2 separate regions of the Mus musculus genome follow, and region 2 is linked to region 1. The links are chromatin contacts, called in public Hi-C maps. All regions are on one chromosome and are shown on one strand. The core of a region is the stretch at or near the end of the contact, and the rest is flanking DNA. Distances in the headings are between cores, read along the strand shown.

Region 1 (4,504 bases), core at 813-3,312:
GGAGAAATGGGAAACTGAATTTTTCTGTTGTTTGAGTCTTTGTCGGCTAATGTCCTTGCTTCAGTTCTCTGAGGCTCAAACTGATAAGCAGTTGCTAACACTTATCCACTCCTAACCCCCACGCTATTTTCTTCAAGTTATCTTACAGGGAAGCCGTATGCATAGCGTTGAGAGCAAGCTCTATATAAGATTCCCTAGGTCCTTGTCTAACTGTATGAAAATCTGCAAATTATTTGGTACCTTTTGCTTCATTTCTTGTGCGTGAGATTGGCAGGGGACACACTTAGCAACTTCATAAAGCAGTGTTAAGTGCCCAGTGTACAGGATGCTCGGCACACAGAAAGCGTTACCGTTTGCCGCAACAGCTAAAACATTTTCCGAAGGAAAACTCACCACTCTAGAAAAGCCACAAATCTGGATACTGGGCCTGACTAGTTCACCACTATATAAGGGTGATGAAGGGGACACACTCTTGGCTTCTTCACCTGTGAAATGAGGATTCCACTACTTGTGCCCCGAAATCCCGAAGCCGTATAATAATGGAATAAGTAGGTGAGGTAATATACATGTGACTACGGACCACAGCTACAACAAGGGAAACTACAGCAAACACAAGAACGAAACAGGGTACCCTAACCCTAAGTAAGGCTTAAAGAGGCTTTGAGGAGCAGCTTCCTAAAAAATCCTTGTAAATGTCGAAACACAGGAAAAGATGTTGTTAACAACAACAACAACAAAAAAGCCAAAAGTCCTGTGATCCCAGCCCTCAGGAGGCAGAGGCAGGTGGATCTCTGTGAAGCCAGCATAGCCTACAAAGCGAGTCCAGGACAACCAGGGCTGAGAAACCCTGTGTCAAAAAAACAAAACAACAAAACTCCCAATTCTCACAAGCAGTTTGGGAGGAAGAAAGTTCTATATTATTAAGTGCGCCCAGGTGTTAAACTACTTGCCAGGAAGGGAAAAGAAGCTAGGTTGGCACTCGGGGGGATAACGCGATTTGGGAATGTGGAATGTAAAACGAGAAGCGATACTTTCTTTCCCCTCCTTCTAGCTGGGTCTCCAGCGTCCCCTACTGCACTCTTGCGCAGAAAATGCTAGGAATTCACACCTGATGAGTGAATGGACAAGCGTATTACTAAAACAACAGAGACAACCAAGTCCACATCCTGGGTCCCGAGAACGCAAGCGGGAAAGGGAGGTGACAAAAAGGGACACGAGGGGAGGCTGGATGAGGGAGTCCGCAGTCTAGGGAAGGCGGAGCGCGCTGTCACCTGAGACGTCGGGAGGTGGCAGTCCTGGGTGGTAATGCTGCCACAACCCCTGGAGGAAGGCGGCGCTGCTGTCCACACAGCGGTGCTTGGAGCTGGTGATCAGCCGCAGGCGGTCGTAGTTCTCCCGGCTGAAGAGGTCTGGGAAGAGGGCAGCCAGACGCAGGGCCAGCTGTCGCATGTCCTGCCGCCCCTTCTCCACCAGCTGCCCGTCCATCCAGTCACCGTACCACAGCGGCCACTCGGCCAGCGCGGCGGCCACTTGGCTCCCGCCATCCCGGGACTCGCGGGTCTGCAGCAGCCCCTGCAGCTGCTTCAGCTTGCGGATCTGCTTGGTCGTAGGGTAGCGGGTGCCGTGACGGATGAGGGCGACCAGCTGCACCGGGGTGCAGGTCCCCGCCAGCAGCTCCGGGTCCCGCCGCGGCGCCACCGGATCGACCAGCAGCCAGGGGTTGGCATCTTCGTAGCGTGTCTTCGTGCCGAAGTAGGGGCTGAGCACCGAAGCCACCGGGTCGCCGCGCCCCGGGAGAGAGCAGCGCGCGAACGACGAGAGCAGCGCCGCAGCCAGGACCGCGGCGGGCGCTACCGAGGCCGGGAGGTGGCTGCGCGCGCCGCGAAGCATCGTGCCCGGGGGCCCCGCGGAGGGCGGCGCGCCGCTTGCCGACCCCCACTTCCGGATCCGCCGGCGGGGGCGGGAGCAGAGCGCACTTCCGGCCCGGGAACCTCAGAAGGCAAGCGTGGTCTCCGGTGCTGTCACCGAGCGAGTGTGGCCGATCGTCTCGGAGCTTCGGTGTGGACAAGTGGAGAGGCGGAAACCTCCGACGAGCGTGTGACACCGGGCGCAGGTGGAGCCGGCGTCAGTTGACCCGGAGCGTGGGCGACTGTCCGGCAGCTTGGCGCCTCAGGAACCGATTCAAAGATTCCTGAGCTGTTTAGGTTTTTCGGTGTGGTAAAAGAGCACACATGAATCCTTTCCTTTTTCTAGTAGGTAGCCCGGCTTCTACCAAAAGAGAAGCTATAGGAGATGGCTTTTGTCCCTTACGGTGTGTTTTCAACATGTGGCCCCTGAACGATCAGTCTCAAGATCCCTCGAGAAAGAACGTCTGTGGCCTTTGCTTACAAGATACCTCCTGAAGCACACGCCCTCCCCCGACCCTCTTGTTAAGAGTTTGAAAATAAGCAGGACACCTCAGAGCCATGAATTTAGAAAGGGGCTTATTCCTTCAGAAATTTAAGCCCTGGGCTTCAATTTAAGTATGATTTTAATGTAGGCTAGAGCTGACACACCACCTCAAGATTGTAAGCTTGTTTATGCCAAAGGCCATTGAGAGAATAGAAACAGCCGTCCTTATAATTTGAGCACACTGAATCATGGCCTCACAGATGCACTCCATTATTAAATATGACCTCATCACTGTATGGAGGAAACACCCATATTCTCCCATGTAGTTAGATATGCAAATCAGTTGAGATTTTAAAATGTGCATGTGTGAACTAGCATGACTATATGTACAACATTTGTGAGCCCACGAAGGCTAGAATAAAGCGTTGGAGTCCCTAGAACGGGAGTTTCAGGCTGTTGTGAGCTGTCATGTGTACTGTAAACTAAACTGGGGTCTTTTTCAAAACCATTAAGCACTCAGTCACTGAGTCAACCCCAACAGTTGAGTGTCTGTCAGGCCACATAGCTCCGAATCTTGGACTCAAAAATCTTGAATCTAAATACCTTGTTTGTTTGTTTTTTTCCTACCCAAACCTCAGTATGTATGACAATTAAGGAAGATTATTAAATGATAAAATGATCCAAACCCAAGGAGATTTTAACCACATTGGCCACATTGGATCTTTCTCATAAGGACAGTTACCATCTGTACTTAATGGTACAGAAAATTGTACTGTTAAGCACTGACCAAGAAGAAAATGTTATAAAAATCCAGAGTAAATTCCAACTTGAATGCTGAAATTTTAAGGCTCAGGAGTGGGGGAATTCTAACAGAACTGTGCTTTTTTTTTTTTTTTTGATATGTCATTTTGTAGTGTTTAAATGACTAAAAATTCGTGACCAGTCTTACTTTTCACAGGAGGTTACTTAAATTAGTATTCATTGAATTTTAAGCCTTACACCTTATAGACTAAGGTGCTTGCGTTGTTATTTGTTTTCAGTATAAGACATTTTTTTCAATTGTACTTTGATAGTTTACAAAGCAGTAGGTTTCCTTGTGCCCTTTTCATACATGCTTAGTTTTTGCTGAACCTCCTCCAGCCCTGACCTCTCCTCCATGGCCCAGCTTGGATCCCCTACTTAAGCCCTTTCCCAGTGTCCCTCATTCCTTATCAAATGTGTTCTAGAACCATGCCCACTCCTCACCCTTACAAAGTTTCCTTTGTTCTTCCTGGGCCCCTTTTTAGTTTCCTAGTGTCAACAAGCACTCACATATATACACTAAAATCCAAACATGAGAGAGAATGTGTTTGCTTTTTTAAGCCTAAATGTCTTCCAGTTCTATCAGTTTTTGGGAAAATTTCATTTTTCTATATGGGTGAGTAAAATCCCAGTGTATATAAGTACTGTTGTTATTTATCTGTTGATGGAAATATAGACTGATTTCATTTCCTTGTAATTGTGACTAGAGCTACTATAAGTATGGCAGAGCAAGCATCTCCATAGTAGGGTGTGGACGCCTTTAGGTGAATACCTGAGTGTATACCTGGGATACACAGTAGTTCTGTTTTGCAGCTACACTATAATGGCTACATCAGTTTACACTTCAACCCACCCTGACACGGATTCCTTTTTTGCTTCACCCTAGCCATCATGTGGTGTCATTTGTTTTCTTGATGCTAGTCATACTTTGATGGAATCTCAGAGTAATTTTCATTTGCATTCTCTGGTCACTAAGGATGTTGAAGACTTTTGAAAATATTCATTGGCCATTTGTATTTCTTCTTTTGAGGACCCTTGGCCTTTCCCCCCATTTTTAATTAAAATGTAATTATCATCACTTCCCTCTTTCCTCCCCCCAACTCCTCCCATGTCTTCTATAAGACCCTCAAAAATATATGGCCGCTTTTTCTTTTTCTTTCCCCTCTCAGCATCATTAGTTGCCTGGTGTTCTTTGTCTAGAAGTGTGGCTCTAGGAGATCTCCTGTGTTAGCCTGTTTATTGGTGTTGTCATTGTTCAGGTCTTATTCAGGCAGCCATATTGTTGAGGTATCAAAGGTGTAGCCTTCTGCCA
Region 2 (4,504 bases), core at 692-3,191, 2.1 Mb before region 1:
TTAGACATAGGAACATTTACTGTCTAGACACTAAAAGACCAAAACAGGCAAAGCTGTACCTAGAACAAGAGCTTTTCATGAGACTTTACAGGAGGTTCTTATCCAGAAGGGGCCAGGTGCCTTCCCAGGTCCTTTATTTACCCCATTCTTCAATATCTAACATTCCTGGGGAAGAACAGCTCAAGCTACCTCTGGTATCACAGAATGCAGTGGTATAGACCCTTGGCCAGCAAAATCTAGAGGGTCCAGCTAGAACCTGCTTTGATTGGTAGCTCTATATTCAGCCAAACAGAAAACACATCAAAGTCTCTTGTTCAGGCTTGCCATTAATGTTCTACACATGTCAGTTTTCTGGTCAACCACACTCAGAACTAATACTGATCTTCTCAGAGGCCCATTCTATGGGAAGGAGTAAGCTAATGTAGTTGGAGGTGCATGATTGTCATCCCCTGTGTTTCCAACCTGAACCTTGCTAACCCTTGTTACCCGTGGAGTTGAGGGTAGGGAAGACTGTCTTTTTTCTTAGCTTCCACAGTAGCTAATAACATCAGCCTTCCCTCAGCCAACAAGGCTTGTATCCTTACATGATATGTATTTGTCAGAAACATTAGCCCTTCCTCTTAGTTCTCTCTGAGTCTCCTCTAATGGCAGTTATAGTTGCAGTTAAAAACAATTCACTCTCTGGAGATATGGCTCAACAGTTAAGAGCACTTGTTGCTCTTCCAGAGGTCCTGAGTTCAATTCCCAGCAACCACATGGTGGCTCACAACCATCTGTAATGGGATCTGATGCTCTCTTCTGGTTTGTCTGCAGACACCCAAAGTGTATGCATATATACAAAATAAATAAATCTCTTTAAAAACATCAGAAATACTATGATTACTCTTTACTTACAATACAATGCACTTATTTTAATGATTTGTGTACACTGGGTCTCAGCAATTGTTTATGCCCATGTGCCCACCCACACTCCTTATAGGTTATGTCTGACATCCCTGAAATTCCTGTGTGTATCTTCATATTCTACCCTTACCATCTCTAGGTAACCATTGTTCTGCTTTCATAGCTACAAATTAAGCAGAGTTTGTATTTGAGGGGAAATGTGTTTTTGCTTGTCCTGCAGCCTTAGATACTAGAAAAAAAACTTTAACCTTTGAGATTTTGTGGCATATGAAAAATTAAAAAAAAACCCAATTTAAATAAAAGCCCTGCTCATCTGTGAGAACTATTTCTTAAAACCTCAATCATGAAGTGGTCATAGTTTTCACAAACATGAAGTGAGCTTGCACTACTGTTTCCAACTCTTACACTAGCTACTGGCGAAGGATTGGTTCTTTTGAAAAAGCACACACACAGACACACAAACACAGAGACACATACACACATCGCATACAAACACACAGCAACACACATGCAGACACACACACAGATACACATAAACAATGAGACACACACATACAGACACACATACAGAAAAACACAACAAACTCACACACATGGAAACACAGACAGACAAACAGACAGACAGACAGACAGACAGATAGACACACACACACACACACACACACACACAACTTTCTATTGTCTTGATCACTTTTAATAAAACACCAACAAATCCCAGAAAGAGTGACTCCTCTAGTGCTAGCTTTGAGTCAAACTTTGTGCTTCAGTGGACCTACCCGTGTCTATCAATATTCTCCAGGGGCATCCAGTGAGCAGTTTTAGAAACTGCAGTGTCTTGCACATTTACACAGAGAAATAATGAAAAAGGTCCAATAAAAAAAAAGCCATGCTCATGCAAGTGATTTCAATCTACAAGCAAGCAGACAACTTAAGACTCTGCTGTGCAGTGATCAGCTCAGTTTATCATTTAATTGGAGAAGCAGAGATTGCACTGACCTCATGATGGTGATCTGTTTCTGTGCTGCTGGGAAAAGCTGGGTGTGGGCTGAGAAATCTCAGTCCACTCTAAGTGGAGACTCAGAGGATTATATAAGAGGGCAGTCGGGGGGGGGGGGGGGATGAATCAGCTGGTGCTCTGCTGCTTCTAAGGACTCAGTGTTTGTGAAAGGGAAGAGGAAAGTAGAAACTGAAACAGACTTAAAATCAACCAGAAGAGGAAAGTGAAACTTACCACTGAGACCTTCTATGTCCTGGCCACAGCATTGGATAAGCTCTGGACTCTGCCTCTGGTGTCAGAGGGTCGAGAGGCATTTCCTCCAGCCTGACAGTCCCTCTGGGAGGAAAAGAGTGTTTTCCACAGTCTCTAGTGCACTCTGCAGAGGTTTCTGGGGCCACACGAAAGAAACTATTCTAAAATATTTTGAAAGAAGTGATAGTGTGTTTCCTTCTCTGAGTTCCCTTGTGGTACACAGGTTTCAATCCAGCTTTAATGACTATGTCCATGTGACTAGCTCTGGAGTTTTGCCAGAGTCTAATCAAACCAATGTTTTCATTTTATGCTACACTGAATTCAAGTAGCAAAACACCAGGGGGATTCGCTGTGCTGTTTCACACCTAGAGGTCTGTGGTGATCATTTACTTTACACCCAGTCCCTGAATAGAATTGGTAACATGTGCATCACTGCTTCCTGGGTGGGAGAACAAATATGTGACTAAGTGAAAGACTTCTGCTTTGAGTTATGAAGTCATGCATGAGTAGAAGGAGGTATGGAGGACCAATCCTTAGGTATGGATTGGGTGCTTAGCTTCATGATTTCTTTAAAGCGTGGCTTTCACTGCTCATTTGCTAAGCATGATAACCTAGTCAGCTGTGGAATTCTGGGTCCTTCTTTCACTTAGCAACTTGAGATTGTTAATGGCATAAGAGGTAAGCACATACCTGCTAGACCCACTGTGTTTGCCTTAAGCCTAAACTTTGGAAGCCTCAGGTAGCAAAGCCACAGAAAGGATACAACTTTCATTGATCTCATTTTCTTTAGTGGTTCAGAGCACAATGCCTGATTTTGGTCTAGTGGGACTTGGAATGCTAATGTACAAGCCCAAGGAGGATGGGCCTGCATCCTTCTGCTTCTTTGCTCTGATGGATAGGAAACGGTGGGCTGGACACTTAGGCATTGTGCCTTGATATAAGAGATGTTGCTTTAGCACTGCAGAAAATCTCTAAGTAACAGAAGTTGTTAAATCAGGCAAATGGCACACTCACAAGGTTGTTCCCTCTTTGAAGAATATAGGGGGCTATGGTTGACTGATTGACTGATACATCAATTGATTTTCTTGCTTTCTGCCTCTCTGTTTCTTTTGCTCTGCTTTGTGTGTATACAAATGTACATGTGTGTGCATGCATGCCTCTGCGTGTGTGTGTGTGTGTGTGTGTGTGTGTGTGTGTGTGTGTAATTTTTCACAGAGGAGAAAATAGGGCATACTATTCAGTGGAGCAGAATCAATGATGGGTCAGAGTTTTTGACTAGATATTTGCATATAAAGCTTATTTTGGCTTGTTAGACAGACACTTTAAATACAGATTGGAAGAAGGCACCTGGGAGAGAGAAAGACCTTCCTTTCATAGGTTTTTTTTTTCTCATCCCACTCTGCATGTAGGGTACTGAGTATCAGCACTGAAGTACCATTCTAGACACTGTGCTTGGCTGTGTCTAGGGTGTTTAACTTGAGCCTGAAAATGGAAATATCTACATTGCCTTGGATTAAATCTCAGAACAGAACTTTAGCATCTATACAGGAATCTCACCATAAACTCACAAGGAAAGTCCTGACACTGCCCTGGCTGACCTGTAAGTAAATCTGGTTTACAAATATCAACCAAAGAGGCCAAGATTCACTTAGCAAATCTACAGCAAAGTTCATCAAAGACCCTGGATAATTATGTCTCCAGGTGCCCTTTTGGTGTTGCTCAGTGCAATCCTGGGTATATAAAGAAAACGAGAGCAAAACACATACATGTCCTTCATTATGTGTGAGTTGGGGAGAAGATTGAAAGTCCTCAGGAAAAGATGTCTTCAGGTGACTAAACCTCAGGTTCAAGACCCATTCCTACTTATGGGAAACAATCTAGTTAAAGGCCTCTCTCTGTCAAAGATACCTCTGAATGCACGGTTTTACCATAGATTGAAGGGAAGGCAATTAATGTATGTGGAAATGCACAGCTGCAGACTGCTCTCATTGCCAGCTCATCTGGCTATGCGGATGTCTACAAAACAAGATAAAGAAACTAAGAACATGGCTCAGCTCACAAGGAAGCCTCAGAGCCACACCTTTTCAAACTTTTTGCTTCCTCTGCTCTTCTGTTGGAGGATTACACAAGCCTGGGTCTCAGAAATGTTGATTAAACAATGAGATTGGTTGGATGGGCATTCTGTGGGATTGTTGTGACCATGTATGGGCAATCCAAGGGAACAGCTTAAAAACGGAGGACAAGTCAAAAGTGCTGCATAGATACAGAATTAGATGCGAGCTTCCACACTTCCCTTAGTCCTCTAGTCTCTTTTTGCCCATCATGGTCTGATAACTAAGCACATGTTCTAAT

Evidence for each region. A called contact is a pair of places that touch in the nucleus more often than the background predicts.
Region 2: a Hi-C map of B cells shows a contact between it and region 1, with 5 read pairs. The contact joins the promoter of Ifit3b here to the promoter of Minpp1 in region 1.

What each region holds. Positions count from the first base shown.
Region 1 is chr19:32,483,327-32,487,830 of GRCm38.p6, reverse strand. It overlaps Minpp1 (multiple inositol polyphosphate histidine phosphatase 1), which reads right to left and starts at 2,062. Exons shown (of 5, transcript NM_010799.2): 1 at 1,272-2,062. The coding sequence starts at 1,890.
Region 2 is chr19:34,605,394-34,609,897 of GRCm38.p6, reverse strand. It overlaps Ifit3b (interferon-induced protein with tetratricopeptide repeats 3B), which reads right to left and starts at 1,941. Exons shown (of 2, transcript NM_001005858.3): 1 at 1,900-1,941. The coding sequence starts at 1,904. It also overlaps a transcript of Ifit1bl1 not described here.